Linked DNA regions of Triticum aestivum: region 2 is linked to region 1. Evidence: chromatin contacts called from public HiCAR-type data. All regions are on one chromosome and are shown on one strand. Each heading gives the region's core, a stretch centred on a gene start, on an enhancer-like site or on the middle of the called end of the contact. The rest is flanking DNA. Distances are from core to core; before and after follow the strand shown.

The links. HiCAR-type assays count read pairs that join an accessible place to other places.
Region 2: a contact with region 1 is called in a HiCAR-type map of leaf, with 8 times the contacts expected there. The contact joins the promoter of LOC123113731 here to the promoter of LOC101290576 in region 1. A contact is called at or near these places in 4 of 5 Hi-C or Micro-C datasets (leaf, root and an unstated tissue) and 1 of 1 datasets of contacts at active chromatin or transcription factors (leaf).

What each region holds. Positions count from the first base shown.
Region 1 is chr5B:625,798,229-625,802,344 of IWGSC CS RefSeq v2.1, forward strand. It overlaps LOC101290576 (ABC transporter G family member 48), which reads right to left and starts at 1,258. Exons shown (of 19, transcript XM_044535037.1): 1 at 593-1,258. The coding sequence starts at 1,132.
Region 2 is chr5B:625,985,371-625,989,639 of IWGSC CS RefSeq v2.1, forward strand. It overlaps LOC123113731 (succinate dehydrogenase assembly factor 2, mitochondrial), which reads left to right and starts at 1,269. Exons shown (of 4, transcript XM_044535040.1): 1 at 1,269-1,590; 2 at 1,699-1,825; 3 at 3,767-3,835; 4 at 3,918-4,269. The coding sequence starts at 1,403. The coding sequence ends at 4,067.

The sequences.
Region 1 (4,116 bases), core at 8-2,507:
TTATGGGGAAAACTATCAAGAACTATGACAGCAGACTAGCATTATTATATACACAATAAAATGGGTGTGACTAGGTTCCAGTTGACTGAGACTTAACCATGTTTCGGTCGAGTGCTAAAACGTGTAGTAAAAGAAAACAAAGGAAAACTAGAAAGATAAATTACACAGATCTCAATGTAAGATCTCATGGATATAGCATCGATTGAGACATAACCAGGTGTATGAGACTTAGCAAGATTGTAATAAAAAATATGTGTACTTTAATATTATATATTGTGGTTGTTGATAAAGTTTGACTTGGGACATCTCCCTCGTTTTTATTTACTTTATATATTAGATTTGTTTCGGGTCAAACTTTCTAAATTTTGATCAATACCAAGTCAATATCATCAGAATCATCATTCAATATATTTTCATACCATGTATATTTTTTATTATGAAAGTTTATACTATTTTTGAAAGTCAAAACTAATATGCGAAGCAAATAAAAACGGGGGGAGTAATTACAGTAAGTCTTTAGAGAAGGAACGAGTAGTAGTAGTTAGCAGCAGGGTGACAAGACGAGATGAACTGAGAAGATGCATGGTTATACCTGCAGGAAGTTTGTGGCTGAGTTCCAGAGCGTGGGGAGGGCGCGGCTGCCGACGAAGGCGTCGACCTCGACGGAGAGCCCCTGGTACCTGACCTCGATCGCCGGCAGGTCGATGCCCACGCGGTCCACCCGGTCCCTGAGCCGCCTCAAGAAGCGCTCGCTGTCGTCCTGGAACACCCTCTCCAGCAGCGCCCTGCCGGCCTCGCCGCTGGCCAGCTGGTTGATGTCCACCAGTCCCTGTAGCTCGTGAGCGGCAGCGTCGGCGCCATCGACGGCGGCGTGGTTGGACAGGACGACGGCGCGGCGCATGCGGTCGTAGGTGGGCAGCTTCTCGAGCGCGGCCCAGCGCAGGTTCTCCTCGTCGTCGTCGTGGCCCTGCCGCGACGCGGCGCGGCCGAAGGGGTCGTCCGCGCCCGCCTGCTGGCGCAAGGAGTGCGAGATGGACCCGGAGCGGCGGGAGCCCCAGGAGGCCGCGCTGGCACTGCGGCGGCTGCCCGACAACGGCCCCAGCTGCAGCCCTGCCGTCGAGGACGGCTCCATGGCTGCCTGCGTCGCTAGCTAGCTGGGAGACAGAGGCTGCGCGCTCTAGCTGTGTGCGAAGGACCTAGTTCCTCCTTCCCGCCCGCAGGATGCACTCTGATCTTCTTCTTCTTCTTCTTCTAGTGCAGTAGTAATAGTGAGCATATATAGGGAACTCATGCGTGCATGGTTGCATGTGGTCGAGGGAAACGAAGGATGTTGTGCATATGCAGGGGTCAGCTCAGCTGGCTTGTTCGTTGCCACATGCATGAAACTTCCTCCGGCCGCCCACATAGCACGTACAGTAACAACGTGTTACGACTAGTCAGTTCCTGCAAACACGTGCATAGAAATAGAAAGGAGTAGTATTATAAGCATTCATGGGCGTAGCTAGTGTGAGTTTGGCAGGTCAAACCTGCATATTTAATTTCCAGCCATCATCTAGAAGGACTGAGATATGAATTTCCAGCCGCCGAATATCAAACGAGCGAGCGCGTGATCGATTCTTTTTCTTCTACTGTAGATATGATGCATGCATGGCTTAATTCCATCTATCTAGAAATCTAGAAAGAACATTAATAATTGATTTGTCAACCAACGGTCCTTCGTTCCTCCGCACGATCGATATCAACATACCACAGTAGAATCCATCCATGAATTGAATTCCGAGCATGCGGGAGTAGTCTATCTTCTTTTCCACGGCAGGGTCTACAATCCAGAAGGTCAATAGACGGACCAAAGAGATCCCAGCTGCTTCGAAGGTTCCTTCTGGTCTCCCTCCTTTTCCTCTGTTCTCAGCACGTGCAGCCTTTTCTTTTCTTTCCTTTTGAAAAATAGTTTTTTTTCTTTCCTTTTGACAACAACGTAGGTGGGTCAGGCGGCCCTAGAGGAAAAACATGGGCCATGAGAACATGTAGTTCAGCCGAGAAACAGTTGTCCAAGCGGATTGTCTAGACTCCTCCAAAGCGGGGTTCCTATACGGCGCGTACCGTGCTGGGGAGCGACATAGCGCATACCCCCCCCCCCCCCCCCTCGCTCGCTGCTATTAACATGGGCCGGCCCACTTCGGGTTTCACCCCCAACCGGTTTTGGGAAGGTTCTAGAACCTTCCCTGAACAGGGTTTTTTGTTTTTATTTCCTTTTTCTTCTTCTGTTTTCTTTTCGTTTTTCTTTACTTATATGTTTGACATTTTACTCTTTTTTTACCAATTTCCGAAAATCTATTAATTTGTGATTTATTTTTTAAGTTGTTAACTTTTTTTGGAGTGATGAACATTTTTTCAAAACTTGGTTTTATTTTTACTAATTCGTGTACATCCTCCAAAATCATGAACCTTTTTTTGTAACCGTGAACACTTTTTATAACTAATGAACATTTTTTAGAAATTGCGAACATTTTCTTAAATTTTTGAACATTTTTTTGAAATTTGTGAACATTCTCTTAAGTCATGAACATGTTTTAGAATTCATGAACAGTTTTTTTAAATCATGAACATTTTAAAATTATAGACTAAATTTTCAAAATCTGGTGCATTTTTTCCATATTTGTGAACATTTTTTGAATTAGTGAACATTTTTTTGAATCATGAACTTTTTTTTCAAATTCGTGACCATTTTTTGAATCGTGAACATTTCTTTTCAAATTTGTGAATGTTTTTTGAATTAGCGAACATTTTCTTGAATCATGAACTTTTTTTTTCAAATCAACGAATATTTTTCGAATTAGCGAACATTTTTCTGAATCGTGAACATTTTTCTCATATTCGTGAACATTTTTTGAATTAGCAAACTTTTTTTTGAATCCTGGACATTTTTTTTCAATTCACGATCATTTTTTGAATTAGTGAACATTTTTTCAAATTCGTGAATATTTTTCAAATTAGCGAGCATTTTTTGAATCATGAACATTTTTTTTCAAATCCACAAACCTTTTTTGAATTATAGAACATTTTTTTGAATCAGGATTTTTTCAAAATCATGAACATTTTTTTATTTTATGGACATCTTTTACAAATTTGTGAACAGTTTTTGAATTCCTGAGCATTTTCCTCTAATCATGAATATGTTTCAAAATCGTGATTGTTTTATTAAAATTAGCAACTTTTTCTGAAATTTTAGAACTTTTTTGATATCCCGAAGTACTGAAAAAAAGGAAAAAACAAGGCGGCGTCCCGGCCCGCACATGGCCCGACCCCAGCAGTGCGCAAAGGGGGGGAGCTGGGGGTGCACGCTCACTTCTTCCGCAACGCGTAGGTCGCCATATAGGCGCTCCCTCTCCAAAGCTCCTCCTAATTTGGTTTGGGTTTGTGGGAATTCAGACATCCGAACTGGTCCGTAGATGTTTGATGCATGGTGTTGGAGGGCAAAAAGTGTCTGGGCCACACGGTCCGGACGTTTATGGGTGTTCTGATGCATGTCGTTGGAGTTGCCCTTAAATAAGTATCTCATTTGTAATTGAATATAACCGTTCTTCTCCACAAATCCAAAATTCAAACATATTTGATTCGGTTCTATTTCATTCCTAATATATTTTTTTGGTGAAAAAGTGGCCGCAATGTGAGTTAAATTGATGGAACAACTAATAACACTTAGTTAAACTATAAAATAATGAACAAATAGTGGTGGGTGGATTCCACGCGAGGGAGTAGTTGCAGCCACGGGCACCAAGGCCACGATACCATGCCCACCGCCATGGCCACGACGGCTGGCGAGGGTGGGTTGAAGTGGGAATGCGGTAATGTGGCCTCAAGGGCCCAAAAATGCGCCTCGACGGCACTGTCTCAGCCCAATCATTCGGTGGCAATGAGAGCGGAGGCGGGCTCGGTGTCAAAAATCAGATGCCCCCTTTTGCTTCCTCCTTCCGCAACTTCTCTTTAGCCAGATCATACTTGACCCACAATGGGGCGAGGGGAACTCCTCTGGCTACGCCATTGATGAGGAAGTAAGTGTTGTATTGGAGGCTGGCGAAAGGAGAAAGGGAAGTGCTGAAGAGGGATTATAGACCG
Region 2 (4,269 bases), core at 19-2,518, 190 kb after region 1:
ATCAGCATCAACCACTCCGTCGGCGGCCACGGTGATGGAGGAGGTTGTGCTCTCCTCGAACAACGAGGAGTTGCAGCAGTCGCCCCTCCTCGCCGAGGCCGCACACAGGGACGTATTCGTCCCGGCCAGATGCTGCTCTTGATCGAGCAGTCTCGCCACGACCATGGTCTGGCGCCTCCCTCGCCGACGCACAACGTCCACGTCAACCAGGATCCACCCTCGTCACCGGCACAACGCTTCCACGACATCCAAATTGAACACACTGCATGAAGGATGAGCCCTCGTTGCCCCAACGTAGCACGGGCGGGCCGTTCTTGCAGCCGGCCCGCCGCGTAGATTTCGATGCGGCAGGAGCCGGTGCCGTCATCGCCACCTCGTTGGTCCGGGAGCCAGTGGGCCTGTGAAGATGGAGGAGGCGCCCGACCCGATCGCCAGCACGCGGGGGCGCCTCCTCCACTATCTTGGACGTGGTGGCGAGGGCGGCCACTCCTCGCGCAGCATGATGGGCCGACAAGGCGGCCGTCGAGCAGGCACGCCGGGACTGGGTCCTTGCGGACCCCAACCTTATGTTGGCTTGGGCCAAGGACACGTGTTGGACGACGCACTGACATTCGCCCAATGTCGGTGCTAGATCAATGACCAGCTCTTCAAAAAAGTAATGGTAGAGTCCAAGCATGCCGGCCATGTTCTCGCCAAAGGGCAGGGTCGGGCGTGCCGGAGCGGCTTTCATGGACGACCGTCGTCACTATTGTGCTGAGCGCTTGTGCTAGGCGGCGGGGGCAGCCAATCGGCTGCGCCGCGAGCTCCAGGCGGCGGCGGATCAGGACTGTCGTGACCCCGTACGAGCCCTTCGGTCATTGGAAGGACGACGACGATGACAATGACAGAGGTGACGCCGGCCAGGGCTGCCACACGTATGAGGTCACCGTCCGATACCTCATATTTTAGTTAAATTTCGCCTGATGAACTTCATTAAATCTCATCCTTTCGAGGGCAATATATTTCAAAATTTAACAAACATTGTCAGATTCGCATGAATTTTATTCAACGCCGGTTTGAAATGGGGCAGACAGTTTTTTTTTTTGTGTAAAATGGGGCAGACTGTTGTGCATGCAGTCCGTGAGCGATGACCTCGTTGCGGCCCCTGCGCACGCGGCTCCGCCCACGGCGCTGGAATCGTATCGGTGTCGACGTGGCCCCGTTGCCGCGCCGCACCGCACCGCCTGGCTTTGTCGTCGTCTGGCCCAGAACGCCGCCACGCCGCACCGCGCACCATCACGAACCCAAAAGTCACCAACCGAGAGCCCGACTTGTGAAGAGGCGACACGGCCCACCAGCCAGCCACGCCGCTCCCTCCCCGCTTCGCGATCCCCTCCCTTCCTCCCCCTCCCCCGCGGTTGCCATGGCGGCTACGCTCCTCCGCCGGGCGCTCCAGCTCCGCCGCGCCCTCCCCTCTCCAGCTTCCTCGCGCGCCCTCCTCCCCGCGGCCTCCAGCCGTCTCCTCTCCGTCACCGCCTCCACCCAGCAGAACACCGCCGGCACCGCCATCGACCTCTCCAACGACGAGAGCCGCCGCCGCCTCGTCAACAGGTGCGTTTCCCAAATCGCTCCTTCGAGTCTTCAGCCTCTGGGCCGCCAAGTACGTTTGCTGACTGGGAGGCCGCGTACGTCCTCGTATACCCGCGTGCGTGCGTGCAGTCTGATGTACAGGAGCAAGCAGAGGGGCTTCCTGGAGCTGGACCTGGTGCTCGGGACCTGGGTGGAGCAGCACGTCCGCTCCATGGACGAGGCCAACATCCGCTCCCTGCTTCAGATCCTCGACCTCGTGAGCTACCCCGCCCTGCCCTATCCCTCCCCTCTTTACTCATCTACCTCGTCATCTCATTGCTTTTCTGTCTTACGATGGTATCTGTGACATACTTCAGACTAAAAAATGCAGCTAGCAGGGATATCCTTGGTTTCTGAATAATCTCTATCCAGTGCAGTGCAATGCTAAGAACATACTGTTTCTTTGTCCTGGATTTATGACTTCAGCCTGTTTCTGTTACGCTTGACCCAGTTAAATTGGTCCCGAACCACCCCCCGCCGGTTTATCTGTAATGTGCTGGTTAAAATTTGTTAATGGGAATAATCAGTGTTATGTGGGGGCATGCTGCAAGTATCAGATTAGTGGCTTCGCAAGAATTGACTAGACAAACACTTATGTCACATCTCATGTTCAGGGTTTAGTGTCAGAGATCTTACCTATGTTCCAGCCAGTCTTCCTCGAAAGCACATGCGTGTTAACAATGTTGTTCCTCTATAGTGCTACCTATCTGATTTTGTTGTAAACCATTGCATAACCTAGTCGTGTTAGATTTGCCCATCTCTTATGATAACAGTATGTAGAATCACCAGCTGAACGTGAACAGAGTGTTGCTAGCTGCTACACAAAATATCTAGTTTGGTGCGGTATCTGCCCTGTCTGTGTCTGCACGAATTAGTTTCTTGATGATCAACATAATCAGATAGTCCCTCTGTCCTAATTCACACATGGCGCCCACACATTTCAGTGTTCAACTTTGACCAATGAAACATCGATTATGTGCCACAAAAATACTACCGTTAAATTTGTACTAGAATTTTTTTCCAGTGATATAATTTGTATGGCACATTACTCATATATTATTGGTCTAATTGATGGTCAAAGTTAAATCACAAAAAGTGAGACCAAGTTGGGGTGGAGGAAGTACCAATTTCACCCCCCATCAAGTTTTATTTTATAGACCAATTTTTTGCATGGTATTGTTCATACCCCCTTTAGATATTTGGTGATCACAGTTAGAGTTGACATTAGAATCTTGGCTACAATTCTACTCCCTCCGTTCCCAAATAATTGTCTTTCTAGCCATCTCAAATGGACTACAACATACGGATGTATGTAGACATGTTTTAGAGTGTAGATTCACTCATTTTCCTCCGTATGTAGTCACTTGTTGAAATCTCTAGAAAGACAATTATTTAGGAACGGAGGGAGTAGTTTGTAGCACCGTAAGATATTCTTCCAGATGGTACAGTAATTTTTCCTTCCCAGCTCATATATAATTTTCTTTCAGAACTCTCTAGTGTGTAGATTATGTTTGTTACCAGTTGATCTTTAGTGCTACTTCTATACATTATGGCAGTCCTTTGCTGCCTGCTGCTTTAATAATTCATGAACCCAAGTAAACCTCTGCATAACCCGGCGGTGTTAGACTTGTCCATCACTTATGTTGAATCGTCAGCTCAAAGTGAACTGAGCATGCTACTCAAAATATCTAGTTTGGTATGGTAGAATCAAGGTATTTTTTCGAGGCCAAGTTTTTGTATTGTCTTGTTCATATTCCCTTTAGTTATTTGGTGATCACCGCTAGTGTTGACATTAGAATCTTGGTGCAATTACAGTTTGTAGCACTGTAAGATATTCCCCTAGATGTGGGACAGTAAACCTTCCCAGCTCTTTTTTTGGGAACTCTCTATTGTGTAGATTAAGTTTCTTACCAGTTGGTCTTTGGTGCTACTTCTATACATTATGACAGCCCTTCGCTTGGAAAAAACATTGACAGTCAGTAGCATCAAAACCGGAAGAGATGTTTTTAGTATCTATACACTTGGAAAGTAACTGCCATGACCCAATGACATTCAACCTCCGGTTGCCAACTCTCATGGTCATTAAGGGATCACTTCGCTTCTTGTATATTGTTTGTGCAGATTGCAGTGTCTAATCTACGACCGTTTGATTCTTCAGGAGAACCCAGACTTGTGGAAATGGCTTACTGGTCAAGAGCAACCGCCAGAGACTGTAAACTCTAATCCTGTATGTCATACCACAAATAACTATTCTTCTGCCCCTCTAATATTTTCATTGCTTCTATACTAAACGAATTGTGCCCAAATAGGTATTTGCTGCCATTAAGTCGAAGGTCACGGATAACCTGAGCAAGCACTCTTCCCCAGAGACCCGGTCAGCGCCTGGCCAGCCTTGGGTGAGAGGGTGGGATGACAAGGACAAGAGGGGTCTGGATGGACCCAAGTATGGAAACCAGTGATAAGGTGCTTGAAACCATTATCGCAGTCTTAAAACTCAGCTTGTTATCCTCGGTGTGTATGATGCTTGTGTAAATAAAGCAAGTCATGGTTAGTGATGCGCTATGATTTGTATTGTCATTTGATTTGTGCTAGTAATAAGGTTTCACTTGTTCCCGTTGAGGGAAACGTGTCTGACTGTAGTGGTAATGTGCAGCCAAATGT